3 separate regions of the Mus musculus genome follow, and all the other regions are linked to region 1. A link is a contact called in public HiCAR-type and HiChIP or PLAC-seq data. All regions are on one chromosome and are shown on one strand. Each heading gives the region's core, a stretch centred on a gene start, on an enhancer-like site or on the middle of the called end of the contact. The rest is flanking DNA. Distances are from core to core; before and after follow the strand shown. Region 1 has its middle 20 kb from the start of Eif2b5. Region 2 overlaps Yeats2 (YEATS domain containing 2). Region 3 holds the start of Chrd (chordin).

Region 1 (5,088 bases), core at 1,261-3,760:
GGCATGTCTGGACATCAGGTTGATAAGGAATGGACTTGTGGTTGCTAAAAACATCAATTAGCAACTTGACAGAATTTAGAATCCCCTAGGTGTGGTGTTTTGAAGATGAATGTCCCCTGTAGGCTCATATATTTAAATCATTAGGGAAGGATTAGTCAGTGTGGCCTTTCTAGAGCAGTTGTGGCTTTGTTGGAGAAAGTGTGTCACTGGGGATTGGCTCTGAGGTTTCAAAAGCCCAAGCCAGGTCCAGTGTCACTCTCTCTTCTGCTGCTGCTCTTGGATGCAGATGCAGAGCTCTTGGCTACTTCTCCAGCGCTGTGCCTGCCTGTGTGCCACTAGGTTCTGCACCATGATGAGAATGGACTAAACCTTTGAAACTGTAAGGAATCCCCAATTAAATAAAGTGCTTTCTTTGATAAGAGTTGCCATGGTCATGGTGTCTCTTCACAACAGTAGAACAGTGGCATTTCTGGTTTGGGTTAGGTAAGAAGAGCAGCCCAAGGTATAGGTACCATGCTATCAAAAGAGAAGAAATGGGGGCATTGCATATGTTGTCACTGGAAGTAACCTTAGGGTCTCTTGGGTCTTTCCATAGAAAAGAATGTCATCAGAGCCCATGTAAAGCAAAGTCAAAGTTTATCAATGGCATCCAGTATAAATATGAATATTAGAAAAAAACAAGCTGCCCCGCCAAGACAAGACATCCCCAAGCATGGACATGGTTTTCCCAGAGCTGAGTCACTTTTAGGTGTTTTAAAGAAAGATTTATTTATGTGTGTAGGTGTTTGGCCTGAGTATGTGTACGCTGTTCAGCACATAACTATAGTGTCTCTACAGGCCAGAAGAGGGCACCAGATTACATAGATCTGGCGTTACAGCTAGTGCACTTTAAACTCGGATCCTGTGTGAAAACTTCAAAGGTTGAGGTTTGGTCTTTTGCTATGTATTGTAATGCTAAATACTGGCTGGCTCTGGTTGCCTCAGGCATGAAAGAATCCTCACACAGCCAAGTGATGCTGTTGTAACCTTGCTTCTTAAATTAAAACTATTGGTTGAATAAAGATGCAGAAGAGAGAGAGGATGGGGGAGGGGAGAGAAGAAGACACCATGGAGTAGGTTTGCCATGAAAACAAGGCAATGACGGCTGGCCAATTGAATTTAAGAGCAGGCCAGGGGCTGGACAGATGGCTCAGTGGTTAAGAGCACTGACTGCTCTTCCAAAGGTCCTGAGTTCAATTCCCAACAACCACATGGTGGTTTGCAACCATCTGTAATGGGATCTATGCCCTCTTCTGCTGTGTCTGAAGACAGCTACAGTGTACTCATATAAATAAAATAAATCTTAAAAAAAAGAAAATGAATTAACAAACAAACAAAAAAAGGAGCAGCCCAGATGGAACATGGTTAGTTATAAATTGTAGGGAAGTAGACACTAATATCTTAGAGGGTGGATATCTGCCCATCTCTAGTGCTTTAAAGGCTTATTATACATAATAAAAGTTGTGTGCTTTTTATCTGGGAACAGAGTGATCAAAGTGGAGTAGAACCCCCCTTTGAGATTAAATATTTACTACAACTCTTAGCTGCCGAGACACAACTGTTAGGTAATTTTACAAGAAGCATGTACAGTGACATTCCATGTTCCCATTTAACAAAGCTTGCTTAAGTGTAGCCGGCATATTCACCCTGAGTGGACTCAGGGAGCAGCTAGTGGCGGCCATAGGCAGGTACAGGGAGGACTGGAACCTTTCAAAGCTTTAATCTTTTATCAGCACTCCTGATTTTAAAAATGACGAGGGTCAATAACTCCACTCCTACTGAAAGTATAACGTAAAAACAAAATTCTAGGCCTTTAGGCCCAGGCTTGGGAATATGACCTCTGTGACTAATGCTCCAAGGTATGCTAATCATAAAACAGATAGCGACATTCATCCACCCACCCGCTTCCTGGGTTCAAAGAGTGTTCATTCAAAGAAAGTCAACCTGACCACTGCTGGAACCCGCTATGCAAATGTGCTATTGTTAGGGGCTCTTAGAAACTGTCTTGAGAGATAACCTGCACAATTACCAGGTATTCCTTGTGACTCTTGTGACTTTGCACTTCCTTGGGACTCTTAACCAACAACGCCCTCCCCACTTCCTTGAGTTGTGGTTTCTTCCTTTAAATACCCCCTTACCCAGCTACTTGGCGCGCCACGGTCCTCTACCCCTGCATGGTGTATGACCGTGGGCCCCCGAGATCACTCTTGAATAAAAATCCTCTTGCAGTTTGCAGCAAGACCATTTCTTATGAGTGATTTGGGGTGTCGCCTCTCCTGAGTCAGAACATGGGGGAGTCCTCACGTTGTGGGTCTTTCACTACCAAATGTCCTGGTAAGCCTGAGTATTGTAGGGTTTCATGGGGACCCAGACTTTTTAAATAAAGCTTCTAAGCATCTCAGCAGGACCAAGGCCACAGGCCTGCACCAGAGTGGGAAAACCAAATTTTAACTCTAAGGAATGTTAGGAATCTCCTGGTGGACCTTGGCCGGAAGTCCAACCCCAGCAGAGGAGCTATTTGTTTTTGATGACAGCTGGATCTGGGAGGATCAGTTTTCTTTAAGGGTGTAACTCCTGGTAGGTTGGCCAATTTCCAGGACTGGCCCCACACCCAACCATTTGAATAATGGAATTTGAACTAAAAAAGCTAAGAGCACAAGTTGGGTAAGGGAGGAAGGTAAAGGCAGAGGCAAGAAAAGTTGAAAGGTATAAATATGATCAAATACACTGTATAAAAATTTCAGGGAAGTCTTAAAATATTTTTAAATTGCTTCCCTCCATTTTTTACATTACTCTGAGGGTGTGCTTTACTCAAGATTGAAAGGCTTGATTGTGTTGTAGAAACTCATGGGTCAGAGAGAAGTGTTTACACGCTAGGTCACAAGTTGTCCTGAGCCTAGGTAGACACAGATAATTACTTTAGGAATCTGAGTGAAGTGTTAAAACTGAAGGTCCCATACAATTCTGGCGCTAAATAAGCACAGACTGGGTAGACATCACTGTTGTCCATCCACAGTGCTAGAAGTTTCCTGCCTCTGACTACTACCAACGGAAAATGAGCCACGCTCCAGGGTAAAGGCTCTGTGCAGGGTCGTCTTTTTTTCTTCTTCTTTTCTTTGCCTGGATTCCATGGGCTAGAGTTTTAGAATGAATAAAAAGGAGAAAGTGCGCTGATATACAGCTGCCGTTGCCACTGTTGCCACTGCCAGGCCTTCTGCTCCGTGATGGATGTACCCTCAGGGTGGGAACAACCCCCCTCTTATGTTACTTTTGTTGGGTATTTAATTACAGCAACATGAAAAGTAGCGATCAGATCACCAAGCACAGTGCCTTCTTTATTTTCTGACCAGACACCCTCATTTTTGCCCCTGAGGTCTTAGGCCTATTTTATCCTCTTTATTTGTCTCCACTGAAGTCACAGTAGGTGACATCCCAGGCAGATCTTAAATAAGACCTTGGAGGTCCAAGAATGCCCCATACTGGTTGTCTGCCGTGTGTGTGTGTGTGTGTGTGTGTGTGTGTGTGTGTGTGTGTGTGTGTGTCTGTCTGTCTGTCTGTCTAGTGTGTGTGTATGTCTGTCCCTGTGTGTGTGTGTGTGTGTGAGTGTGTGGGGCTGTCTGCCTAGTGGGGAAGGGCTGTTTGCCTAGTGTGTGTGTGTGTGGGGGGGCTATCTTCCGTGTATGTGTGAGAGAGAGAGAGAGAGCAAGCTAGAGAGCTGTCTGCCTAGTGGGGAAGGGCTGTTTGCCTAGTGTGTGTGTGTATGGGGGGCTATCTGCCGTGTATGTGTGTGTGTGTGTGTGTGTGTGTGTGTGTGTGAGAGAGAGAGAGAGAGAGAGAAAGCGAGCTAGAGAGCTGTCTGCCTAGTGTGTGTGTGTGTGTGGGGGGGGTGCAATTTCCACCTTGTTAAGCTTCCCCAGGAGGTTTGTGGCCTCCATTTCTAGAGGGTTTTTCTTTGTCCCAGAAAGAGTTATACTTTGGGTAGAAATTTGGTCTGAACAGCACTTAAGTCTCATCTAAGTGTTCAAGTTTAAAGTTATGAACAAGTTGAAAGGGGGAGAGTTGGATCTGCCCTGGATCCATTCCCAGACCTGACGTCAGGAGCTAAACCTCCACACTCTGATAAAGAGATTCCTGAACAGGCCTGTAAGGCAAGCAAATAATGTCAGGTACTTGGAAGGCAAAGACTGGAAGGTGGCAGCTCAGATCCTGTCTGGGCTGAACAAGCCAGAGCTCAGTGCTGGAGTGTTCATTTACATGCTCATGAAAGGACAACATAAGCCTCATGAAAGGACAACAAGAGCCCCATTTGTCTCCATTTAAGGACCAGGCCTGATTTAGAAAAAAATGGCCGTAAGGCACCAGCTCCAGGAACAGACCGTAAGTCCCAGAAACTAGGCCATAAAAGACCAGCTCCAGAGATAGACCATAAAATTCAGAACAAAATCACAAAGCCCCCTCCCAAATAACAGCCCGGGGATAATCACAAAATGGGAAACTATCTTATCTCAGAATGGGCCAACTGTGCTGGGCAGCCTTATCTCATCCTATGGTTAAACATTCATGACATAGGAATGCGGGCCACTGACCCCCTATGACTCCCTAGCACCCACCAGTGAAGTTTTAGATTACCCAGTCCTTCTAGAGAGTTCCCCCAGTTCCCTACAAGAAGGTCTTCACGCCTTTGTCTGGGGTCCCCATTTCAAAAAATGGTTGACTCCCACAACATACTGGTTGTTTCTACAGATTAAACGTCTTTCTTTCTTTTTTTTTTTTTTTTTTTTTTTGGTTTTTTTGAGACAGGGTTTCTCTGTGTAGCCCTGGCTGTCCTGGAACTCACTCTGTAGACCAGGCTGGCCTCGAACTCAGAAATCCACCTGCCTCTGCCTCCCAAGTGCTGGGATTAAAGGCATGCACCACCACGCCCGGCCTAAATGTCTTTCTTTTTGCATTCTGAGTCTGGAGTCTTCTTTCATCAATTTTGGACCCTTATACTCAAGGTCCCAGACTTAATTCCTCATACTAGGGAAAAAAAAATCCCTTCAGGATATT
Region 2 (5,088 bases), core at 1,838-4,337, 250 kb after region 1:
ATTACTCACTGTAATTTCTTTGGGAATCCTAGTCCAAAAAACAAAAAAACAAAAACAAAAAACAAAACCCAAAAGTGTAATTAGGTATAATTTGTCAAACGAATTCAGGAATAATTTCAGTGAATTAATAGACTGAAGGGACCATTCTCTTATAGAAGGAGGTGATGGCAAAGGCTTGAGGCCGGTCTCTCTCTCACTTATGAATTCTTCTCCATCTAGAGTCCTATCCAGGACTCAATCTTACTTTCTGGACACAGTAAGTTTGCCGGCCAAATGATTAGCTGACAGAAAAGAAAGAGGATATAGACAGAGGAGAATGGTGTGCGTCTAAGTCTAAGCAGATTGAAGTTTGTCTCAAAGCACCATAATGATACAGACCCATTTCTTATCTCAGGGGATGGGAGAGTCCTGGCTAGCCAAGCGTGGCGATACACGCTCTCATCCGAACCACCCAGTTTGCTACATCTCCAGTCAGGAACACAGAAAGCATGGCTCCTCCTGCTTTTCAAGCAGGGTGAGACCTGGACATTTTTATTCAAGCATTTTCAACTATTACTACTGCTAATGCTGCCACTACTGCCTCCTCTTCCTCCTCATTTACTCACGACCTCTATGTTATCTGTGCTTGTCTGACCTAATATCCTCATTGGGCGTCCTATGCATTACAGTGTCGGGGGGGGGGGGGGGGGATGCCTTCCACACAGTAGGAAGCAGAAGGGAAAAAGAATGTGAACCACATGTCTTTTAAAGCCAGATCTGTGCATCCCACTCAGAGTTGAATGCTCAGGGAAAAGGTGGCAGTGAGTTCAAGGGTTCGCAGCTATGAAAGCAATCTGACTATGGGGCCTGTGGTCTGGGGCAGTGGAGGCAACTCCCTGTCAGAGCTTAGTTTCTCAGTTTCTTAGAGGAAGTGCTTGCAGTGACCCACACCTTAGGTAGTATTTATCAATCTTGACCCTAGGATCCGCCACATGAACGGTTACTGTCTTTAATGTGAGAGCCTGCGGCCTGCTCTACCCTGTGATACAACAGATCTGCATGTCTATGAAGTAATAGCTGGGAGGGCACAGCTAGGCTTTCAAGCCAAGAGGCTCTCTCAGTCTGTCAGGCTGTAATGTCCCAAGCGCAGCCTACTCTATTTCCTACTGCACTGCCTTAGGGGTAAAACGAGCATCTTCAAGAGTAAGTGACCCACTCGGCCTCCACTATCGGCACCAGTACCTGTTGGGAGATGCTGTCTGGTATCCAACTGCCAGTGCCTGTCTCAGGATGTCACTCACCAGCTGTTCCGTGGCCTAGAATAGAAGACTGGTGTTGACAGAAGAGCAACCTGCTCACTAGCGGGAGAGATGCAGCCGACCTCATTCTTTACCCAAACTTTTGAAATGATTTTCTCAAGAGAAACTGAACTTTGTTTAGAGGTCATGATGTAGAGAAATCAGAAATTGGACTAAGTACTTTTTATTAACTGTGAGTAAGGGCTGTACCGAAGCTTCCCTTTTGGAGGGATGCAGAAGGAAAAAGAACAGCTGAGGTAAGGGCCAGGCCAGGCCAGGCCAGGCATGGAGACTGTATCTTTCTTAACCCCTTGCCCAGGGACAGGACAGTAGTGGCTGTTTCTCTGTTGTGAGAGGCAGGGAAAACCCAAGATTCTGTTTTCTCCCTGTCTATCATAAAGCACAGATAATTCTTACAGTAGGATACTTCCTAATAAACATAAGAAATAACACTAAAAAGATGTTGACAGCTGTGGGAGCCAGGGGACTCCATGGCAGACCACCTGCCTGGCATGTACGAGACCCTGGGTTCTATCCTCAACACAACAAACCCCTCAATTCTTGGACAGAACACAACTTCATTTACTTTACCTAGGAGAAGGAAACCAGAAAAGAAAGGAAACATACACCCTAAGTAAGACAAGGGATTTCAACATCAGCCTCTCTGGTCCCCTTCTGCCCCTTACTCATAGGCCCTGGAATGCAAACTGGCCAGCGTTGGTCACAGTGCTACCGGGTACCTACCTTTAAGATCATGTCCTCTACCACTGAGGCATACATGTTCCTGTGCAGCGCCACAGGCTGCAGGGTGATTCCAATCTGGAAGAGGAGAAGAAGGCTATTTGTCCCATCAACAACAGAAACAAGCCTTTCCCCAAACAAGTGAGCTTCTCTGGTACACACAGGCCCCTGGCTGGAAGAAGGGCTCTTTAACCACTCTGAACAACATGTAATTATGCTTTTATCCCCAAATGTCTTATCATGAAACACTGGAATCTCCCAAGAATTCATAATAGTGCAAGCGGTATTTCGGAAGGCCTAAAATCAAGACTCTGGGACCATTTTTACAGGAAGCAAAGAAAAGCCCTTGGGAAACTCCCTATTCTGCTTCCCCTGTGCATCCTGTGGGTGTGGGTGGGAGTGAACACTGCCTTTCCCCTTGCATTCTGAGCAGCTAGCAGAGGCAGCTGCTAAAGAACTGCTAGGTATCATTGGGTTTGATAGCTCTCTCCCAAGTAACAAGGTAACACAGGCCTCGGGGTGGAGAGGGTCGGGGAGTTGACAGTATGGATGGACGGGGACTGCTCATTCATGTATGACCTGAAAATATTACAATATGCTTCAAGAAGGAGAAGCACTTCATCTGAAGCAGATGAGAAAAAAACCCAGGAGCCTCTGTGACTACCCCCCTCTGCTCTGTAGCCATGTTCAATACACAATCATTTTTCACGGGAGAGTGGGAACACAACTTATGGGCAAAAGTCAATCACATGTCAACTGGGCAGACTGCTGTCTAAGTTCATGAGGTGGAATGTCTGGTGTGTGATCTGACAGTACCACAGCCTTAGCCTCCCACCTTCTGTGTAATGTCACCAACAAATCCAGAGCCTGGGGTTGGTGGAAGGTAGAATCTCATTTCTTCCTGCTTTTCTTCCTGCTCCTTTTTAATGTTTGTCTTCAGTGGCTCTGACAGGCTGAGGATATCCACTTCTTCCTCGTTCTCAGGCTCCCTTTTCTGGAACTGCTGCAGATCCTCCAGCTTCCGGCAGAGGTCATCAGCAGTGGAGAAGGATGACAGGCACTCTAGATAAGAGGAAGCAGTCTGTGACAGCTGAGGTGAGAGCAGACAAGGACCCCAGTCTGAGGAAGACAGAGTTGGCAGGGAACTGACTGTCGTGAGAACCAGTGCCTCACAAAGCAGCAAAGCAGACATGTGTCCTATTCCAAACGCATCCGATCTGCCGTTAGGACCACAGACAGTACACAATGGACCCCATCCTGGAAAACTAGGCCACAGCCCCGCTTCCTGAATCATTATACTGATTTACTTCATTTTTAAAAAAAGATGGAAACCTTAAGAAATGTATAGTGAGGAACATAAAGTCATTCCCACTCAAGCTGAGGGTGTGGCTCAGTGGTAAGAGGACCTGCCAAGCATGAAGGAGTCTCTGGGATCAGGAAGGCCTGGGTTTGATTAGCAGCACTGCATCAACTAGGTGTGGCACGGCCCTCAGGGAGGCAGAGGCAGGAGGATCAAATGTACAAGGTCACCTGCAACTACACAGTGAGCTCTGGGGAAGCTAGGGGTACCTGGGACTTCTCACTTCAAAAGAGAAAAAAAAATTCCTGCCTCACTGTTGCCATGGTAATGCACACAGCCTTCAAAGGGTTGTAGAGTGTAAGGACAATAAAGCCATGCCCATATGCTTTTACAAAGAAGGACATGAGAGTGGCTGTCATCAGCACCTGGTCACCTTGGGCCCAAACTCAGTGGACAGTCCCACAGTCTCCAGAGGACTCTCCACCCCACAGGTGCCCTAGCACACCCATGATCTTAGGATCACTGGTGAGTGGGACAGATCTGTTCCAACAGATCTGAGGGTGCCTGGGACCAGCTGGAGCAGGGACACAGGAACCCCGCCCGACCAGTGGCTCCAGTTCCTTCTGGTAGTTGCTAGACTACCTTGGTTTCGAACTCAGAGGACAGCCCCATGGTCCCAGAGGAGGTACCCCTTCCAGGTGCTCTAACACGCCAAGGATCTTAGGATCCCAGGATCTTGGTCACACCAGGATCTCAGGATCTCAGAGGAAGCTTGACTGCCAAGAACTCTGACACACCCAGAATCTTAGCATCACAGGATCCCAGAATCACAAAGAAAGCTGGAATCTGAGAAGTTCTGACTCAACTGGAATTACAGGAAGGACAGGCTCCAATCAGATATATGGAGGGCAGGGAGCACTTGAGATAATCAGATTGGGGGATGGGGGTAAGCGGAAGAACAGAAGCAACAGAAACTAAGGTTACTTGGCATCATCAGAACCCAACTCTTCAACCATAGTAAGTCCTGGATACACCATCATACCAAAAAAGCAAGATATAGATCTAAAGTCACTTCTCATGATAAGGATGGCAGATGATAAGAAGGACATAAATAAAAAATTCCCTTAAAGAAATACAGGAAAACACAACCAAAGAGGTAAAGGAATTGAACAAAATCATCCAGGATCTAAAAATAGAAGTAGAAACAATAAAGAAATCACAAAGGGAGACAACTCTGAAACAGAAAACCTAGGAAAGAGATCAGGAGTCATAGATGCAAACATCACCAACAGAATACAAGAGATAGAAGAGAAAAATCTCAGGGACAAAAGATACCTTAGAAAACATTGACACAACAGTCAAAGAAAATGCAAAATGCAAAAAGCTCCTAACCCAAAACATGCAGGAAATTCAGGACAAAATGAAAAGACCAAACCTAAGGATAATAGGTATAGAAGAGAGTGAAGATTCCCAACTTAAAGGGCCAGTAAATATCTTCAACAAAATTATAGAAGAAAACTTCCCTAACCTAAAGAAAGAGATGCCCATAAACATACAAGAAGCCTACCAAACTCCAAACAGACTGGACCAGAAAAGAAATTCCTCCTGTCACATAATAATCAAAACACCAAATGCATTAAATAAAGAAAGAATATTAAAAGCAGTAAGGGAAAAAGGTCAAGTAACATATAAAGGCAGACCTATCAGAATTACATCAGACTTCTCACCAGAGACTATGAAAGCTTGAAGATCTTGGGCAGATCTCATATA
Region 3 (5,088 bases), core at 1,309-3,808, 250 kb before region 1:
ACAGGCCTTCCTTTCCCTTACCTGAGCGGAGGTGTTGGCCTGGAGCTCCCGAAGTAGCTGTCCCTGGTGGAGAATCTGAAGCTTCAAGGGAGCCTGAGCTAGTCCTGCAAGCACTGCACATGTGAGCATTTCTGAAAGGTGAGCACCCGCCCTACGCCCTCACATACATCTTCCCCATCACTCACCTCCCAGCAGACCCCGGAAGAGCAGCAAAAAATGCAAGGAATCTTCTGTGTCACTGAGGGTGAGCAGGGCTATGCCCCCCACACCCCGCTGCAGTGGGTCTTCCAGGGTCAGGATGGCACTGAAGGTCTCTGGGGAGTGTTAGACCATGACAGCCATAAGAAAATCCTCTCTTCAGTCCACCCACCCTTGGGTTATTGAAGGCTCAGCTCTTGACATCTGAGAACTGCTCACTCCCCTTACCTGCAGCGAGAGCACCCTGCCAAATGAGAGGCCCCCAGACTTCTCCTGAAGGGTGAGTGGATGTCACAAGGGCTACCCGAAGCTGCTCTGCCCTCAGGAGCCTCACAGACAGCCGAGGCACTGCCCGCCACACCCCACAGACCTTGAGAGAAGAGGGAAGAATGCCTACTGTAATTATGCAGGACAAGCCACCTAAAAGACCCAGGTCTAATGAGGAAGGAGCATGGAAGGGAGACCCCAGACCCTCTTAAGAAGGACCCATGAGCCTTGATTTTAAGTCCTGGCTTACCACTTACTAGCCAAATGACCTTGAACAAATCACATTCTGCTATTCTGAGCCTCAGTTCCCTCCTCTGTAAAATGGGCATCATAATGTCAGGGCCTTTCTCCCACTGGGCTGTTGTGAGAACCAAAGGAGGCAATGCAAAGCATGCTCTCAGCAAGTGCCGATTTTGGATAAGCACTCTTAAATGGCATCATCTCACCAGGCCATCCTGGGTGGGGGTTGCAGGGTGTTCAAACAGGATGTTGCCTGTGGGATCTGTGAAACGAACCCTGCTGGGACGGTCCAGCCTGTGAAGAGAGGTCCAGTGAGACTGGATCTATAGCCTACAGGCTCCTCTTTATTGCCCCCTTTACTACTCCTAGTCCTTGCCCTTTTCCCGGTCTCACCGCTGGTAGGAGACAGAGAAGCGTAAACTTGAGCGCAGCAAAGAGACTCGAGCACGAGCTACCGCCTGCGACCTCGGTCCTGTCAGCAGCGCCACAAAGTCTTCGAGAAGAGAAGATGGCCTGAGCACTGTCAAGCCTTGCCGCGGGACTCAAACTTCATCAGGCCCACCTCCACCCCAGCCTACCTGTGTGGCCATCAGCACGGGTCCGCTCCCCAACGCCGGGTTCCCCTCGATCACTGTAACTGCGATGCTCTGGATCCCTTGGATACTCGAAGACCAGGCCAGCGGGCTGTGGATCTAGATTGCTGCGCTCTGCATCCGGGGTAAGGAATAAGACGGCTGGCTTCAGAAAGGTACCAGGAGGACCAGTCCTCCTCCGCGATGCAAGTCGTACAGGACCTAGTGTAGAGCCTTCCACCCTCCTAACTCCGGGCACAGCGGGCCTCACCCTGCGGGCAGGTCTGGCAGCAGTGTCCTGGCAGCTGGCGCGGCTGCCTGCAGGCCAGGGTGGGGCACTGAGGTTTGATGTTCTTGCAGCTGACCCTGCCAGGACCCCTCCCACGGCGAGCCCACTGAGGCTGATGGCAGAGAACATAGGAAAATTAAGGGAATGAAACCATCAGACCCCAGGGCTGCAGACAGTCAATTCTGCTATTTACAAGTTACATGGCCCGTCCAAAGTTTCTTAACTTCTCTGAGCCTCGGCGTCCCTGTCTGCAAAGTAGAACTAATAATGTCATTTATCTAGCAATACTGTAACGGGAGGGGGGAAGTTGGCTAAAAGCCAGTCACATTGTGGGCGATCAATAACTGTCAACACCGCAGACTTGAAAGCGGTTTCCTCCGATTTGCGGACCAGCCTTCCCCTGAGCATCTCCGAGTCTACTACTTAGGACACCAGCGTTCCGCTACCCTCTAGAGTAGGGCAGGCAGCTGCGTTATCCACTCACCGCTTCACAGGCGCACAGCACGCAGCGCATCACCCCAAAAGGCTCCCCCAGGTCCGGGTGCCACGTCTCGTCCAAGGCATAGACCTTCCCGCCGAAGGAGCAGCCTGCGGGGACGGGCTTGGCTGGCGGCCGCTGTCCGGTTGCTCGTGCCGTAATGCCTGCTCCGGGCTCTGCCCGCCAGGCCCATGGTCCCTTGGCACCGTGCACCTCGCCGCCTCTGCTTTCCCCTCCCACCCTCCCGCTGCGCGAAGCCACCTGCGCCCGGGGCCCTCTCCCTGTGGATGTAGACTTGCCAGGAGTCAGACTCCCCTCCCGCACCTCCCCCTGGAGCCCACCTACCTGCCGCTCCCCGGACAGGCAGCGGCTCCTTCTCGGAACGGATGGGCAGTGCTGGGGGCTCAGGGCCAGTGCCACTGGCCGGCCGCGAGCCGAGCAGCAGCAGCCCGAGGAGCAGCCGCGGGGCCGGCGGGGCCGGGAGGCTCGGCATGACGCGGAGCAGACAGCTGGGGAGGCGGGCGGGAGGAGGGAGCAGGAGAGGGAGTAGGGCCGGACCGGAGGCGGGCCGGCAGGAGGGGGCCGGGGCCAGGAGGGGGGCAGTGGCGAGGGGCTCGTCTCACAGTCGCCTGGTCGGCTCCCGGCCGGGCGGGGCGGGAGAGAGCGGGCGGAGGGGCGCTGACCCGGGCCGTACTCCACTTTAGTGCCCTAGGCGCCGGCTCTGGCCCGTTTTATGCCCGCGCCAGGCGTCCGGGCCCGGGGCCTCCTCTTCAGCAAACGGGGCGCGGCGGCGGCTCCACAAGGAGCCCGGCTGAGCCCGGGGGGTCCGGCCCAGCAGCAGCGGCCGGATCGCGAGTGGGGGAGGGGGACAGGCTGGGACCCGGCAGGGGAGGAGGGAGGGACTGGAGGAGGGGGGAGCGGAGTGGGTAGGGGGAAGGGAGGAACTAGGGGGCGCAAAGAGGGAGAGGAGAGGCGGGCCTCGACACCCCCACACACGCTCCTTGCGACCACCCCTGGAGGTGGTGTCCACCCCAAGACCAGAGGCTCAGGCTAGTGAAGGGCAGAGGCTGAGCCTCGGGCCTGTGGCACTCTTGAACGAGATGGGCCGCTGGAGGATGAGGACTTGTCTTTGAAAATGACACCGATCCACCCCTACCTAGGACCCACAGCACCCCCTTCCTTTCACTCTGGCTGTATTCCTATTTCCCTTCTAAGGTCTCTCCTCTTTCTTCACTTCCCAGGGACAGGAACCTAGCCTGTGCTTCCCAGAATCAAGCAGTGCTTCCCTGAGTGGAGTCATAATTCACCAGCACCCCAACCTGCTCTCAAGTCCATCCAACTACCACCTCTGGCTCTCTCATGCTTTTCCTTCATCCAAGAGATGACCCTCTTCCTCTCCAGCTCAGTCCCCACCTCCTTTGTCCTGCTTTTCTAGACAAGCCTCCCCATCCTACACACACACACACACACACACACACACACACACACACACACACACGCGCGCGCGCGCGCGCGCGCGCGCGCACCGTTCTTCCCACTATCCCAGCACTAGGCTTCCTAATCTTAGAAGGCATCTCTTATTCAACTGGAGAATTCCGGGATCCAGGCCATACGCCTCAGTAGATAGCCCATCCTCTCTGAGGCGCAGAGAAAGCCTGAGGAAGACAAGGGAGAGAGGACAGGGTCAGGCCACAAGGTCCCTGAGGACAGAGACTGTGGGGAGACAGGGACTGGGGAGAAAGCACAGGAGCTAGAGCCAGGGCCAAAGGAAGAGAGGAGCCAGCAAAGAGGTATTTGTGGGGGAGGCTCGGCAGCTGTCCTTCCTAAGACAGGGACAGATGGGCCTGGTTATTTCTCTTGTCACATGTATAGTGGTAGGACTAGAAGAGGATCATTGAGCAATCAAGGGCAGGCTTGCCCACAGAGCTGAGGGGGTTTAGCGCTCCAGGTCCCTGTACCCCTAGTAGAAAGACTGAGCCCAGTCAATCTGTCTGTCTGTCTGTTTGTCTGTCTGTCTGTCTGTTTTAAATAAGATCTCATTATGCAGCCCTGGCTCACTAGGTAGACCAGGCTAGCCTTAAACTCTCTGAGATCCACCTACCTCTGCCTCCCAAGTGCTGAGAATCAAGACATGCTCTGGGCTCAATCTTTTGGAACTCACTCTGTAGACCAGGCTGGCCTCGTACTCAGAAATCCACCTGCCTCTGCCTCCCAAGCGCTAGAATTAAAGGAGTGTGCCACCACTGCCCAGCTCTGGGCTCTTTTTTTTTTTTTTTGTTTTTGTTTTTTTTTATTTATTTATTTTTATTATATGTAAGTACACTGTAGCTGTCTTCAGACACTCCAGGAGAGTCAGATCTCGATGGTTGTGAGCCACCATGTGGTTGCTGGTATTTGAACTTCGGAAGAGCAGACGGGTGCTCTTACCCACTGAGCCATCTCACCAGCCCCTCTGGGCTCAATCTTAACCAAACACATATCCCTTTACTTCCCGGGTCCCACATATTGTCCATACTGTCTTTCTGATAACGTGATCATTTTCTAATATAGGCAATACCTACTTTGCCAGTTGGAAAGGGGAAATGCCAGGAAAGACACTCCTCTGGAGCAGGGGAATATAGAAGGAAAAGCAAGCAAGCCAGCATGCTGTCAGAATTCAGCAGCAGGTATACTGTTCAGGGAAAAGAAATTTGGAGAGCCAGGAACTGAGACTTCATCCATCTAAAACAAGACCTCTCTTTCCCAGAGAGAACCGTATTCTGCCAGATTTCTCCTGGACTAACCCTCTTCTCTCTCTCACTTAGGTCCCAGGTTCTCATGTCGCCAGGACATGAGACAGTTCCCGCTATACAAATTCTCTCTAGAGTGTGTGTGGGTGGAGGAGCTGGGCTCTATTCATGGACCATGGTCCAGCCATGGGCTCTAGTCCCAGTAGACAGGAAAAGAAGTCGTCATTTCCGGGGGAGCCTTCACCTGGGCTTGGTGGCTCTCTGCTCTCTGATTGGGCGGAAGTGGCCTGGGCAGGCTTGTGACCCTACTACAGA

The links. HiCAR-type assays count read pairs that join an accessible place to other places. HiChIP or PLAC-seq counts read pairs in DNA pulled down with a chosen protein or histone mark.
Region 2: a contact with region 1 is called in an H3K27ac HiChIP or PLAC-seq map of embryonic stem cells, with 7 read pairs. The contact joins two enhancer-like sites. A contact is called at or near these places in 8 of 39 promoter capture datasets (the C10 cell line, the HPC-7 cell line, embryonic stem cells and 4 more), 1 of 15 datasets of contacts at CTCF or cohesin (pro-B cells), 50 of 484 Hi-C or Micro-C datasets (B cells, the C10 cell line, the C2C12 cell line and 30 more), 5 of 115 datasets of contacts at active chromatin or transcription factors (bone marrow-derived dendritic cells, embryonic stem cells, extraembryonic endoderm stem cells and 1 more) and 2 of 9 other capture datasets (adipose tissue and pancreatic islet).
Region 3: a contact with region 1 is called in a HiCAR-type map of kidney, with 2.5 times the contacts expected there. The contact joins the promoter of Chrd here to the enhancer-like site in region 1. A contact is called at or near these places in 5 of 39 promoter capture datasets (the C10 cell line, liver, neutrophils and 1 more), 2 of 115 datasets of contacts at active chromatin or transcription factors (embryonic stem cells and kidney) and 3 of 9 other capture datasets (adipose tissue, liver and pancreatic islet).

What each region holds. Positions count from the first base shown.
Region 1 is chr16:20,476,158-20,481,245 of GRCm38.p6, reverse strand. No RefSeq gene overlaps it. Among named protein-coding and RNA genes, the nearest start is that of Eif2b5, 20 kb to the left of the region's middle. Within about 2 kb of position 2,510, at least 74 of the 459 cell types and tissues checked have an H3K27ac peak or open chromatin away from gene starts, as enhancers often do. A contact at or near this core is called in embryonic stem cells and kidney, where this site is marked.
Region 2 is chr16:20,225,705-20,230,792 of GRCm38.p6, reverse strand. Yeats2 (YEATS domain containing 2) reads right to left here. Exons shown (of 31, transcript NM_001145930.1): 28 at 2,854-3,080; 29 at 2,022-2,096; 30 at 1,222-1,295; 31 at 1-28. Among named protein-coding and RNA genes, the nearest start is that of Gm41431, 8.4 kb to the left of the region's middle. Within about 2 kb of position 3,087, at least 28 of the 459 cell types and tissues checked have an H3K27ac peak or open chromatin away from gene starts, as enhancers often do. A contact at or near this core is called in embryonic stem cells, where this site is marked.
Region 3 is chr16:20,730,597-20,735,684 of GRCm38.p6, reverse strand. Chrd (chordin) reads right to left here and starts at 2,558. Exons shown (of 23, transcript NM_009893.2): 1 at 2,390-2,558; 2 at 2,051-2,154; 3 at 1,549-1,678; 4 at 1,284-1,412; 5 at 1,099-1,198; 6 at 912-999; 7 at 427-568; 8 at 186-314; 9 at 22-104. The coding sequence starts at 2,537. It overlaps Thpo (thrombopoietin), which reads left to right and starts at 5,087. Exons shown (of 6, transcript NM_001173505.1): 1 at 5,087-5,088.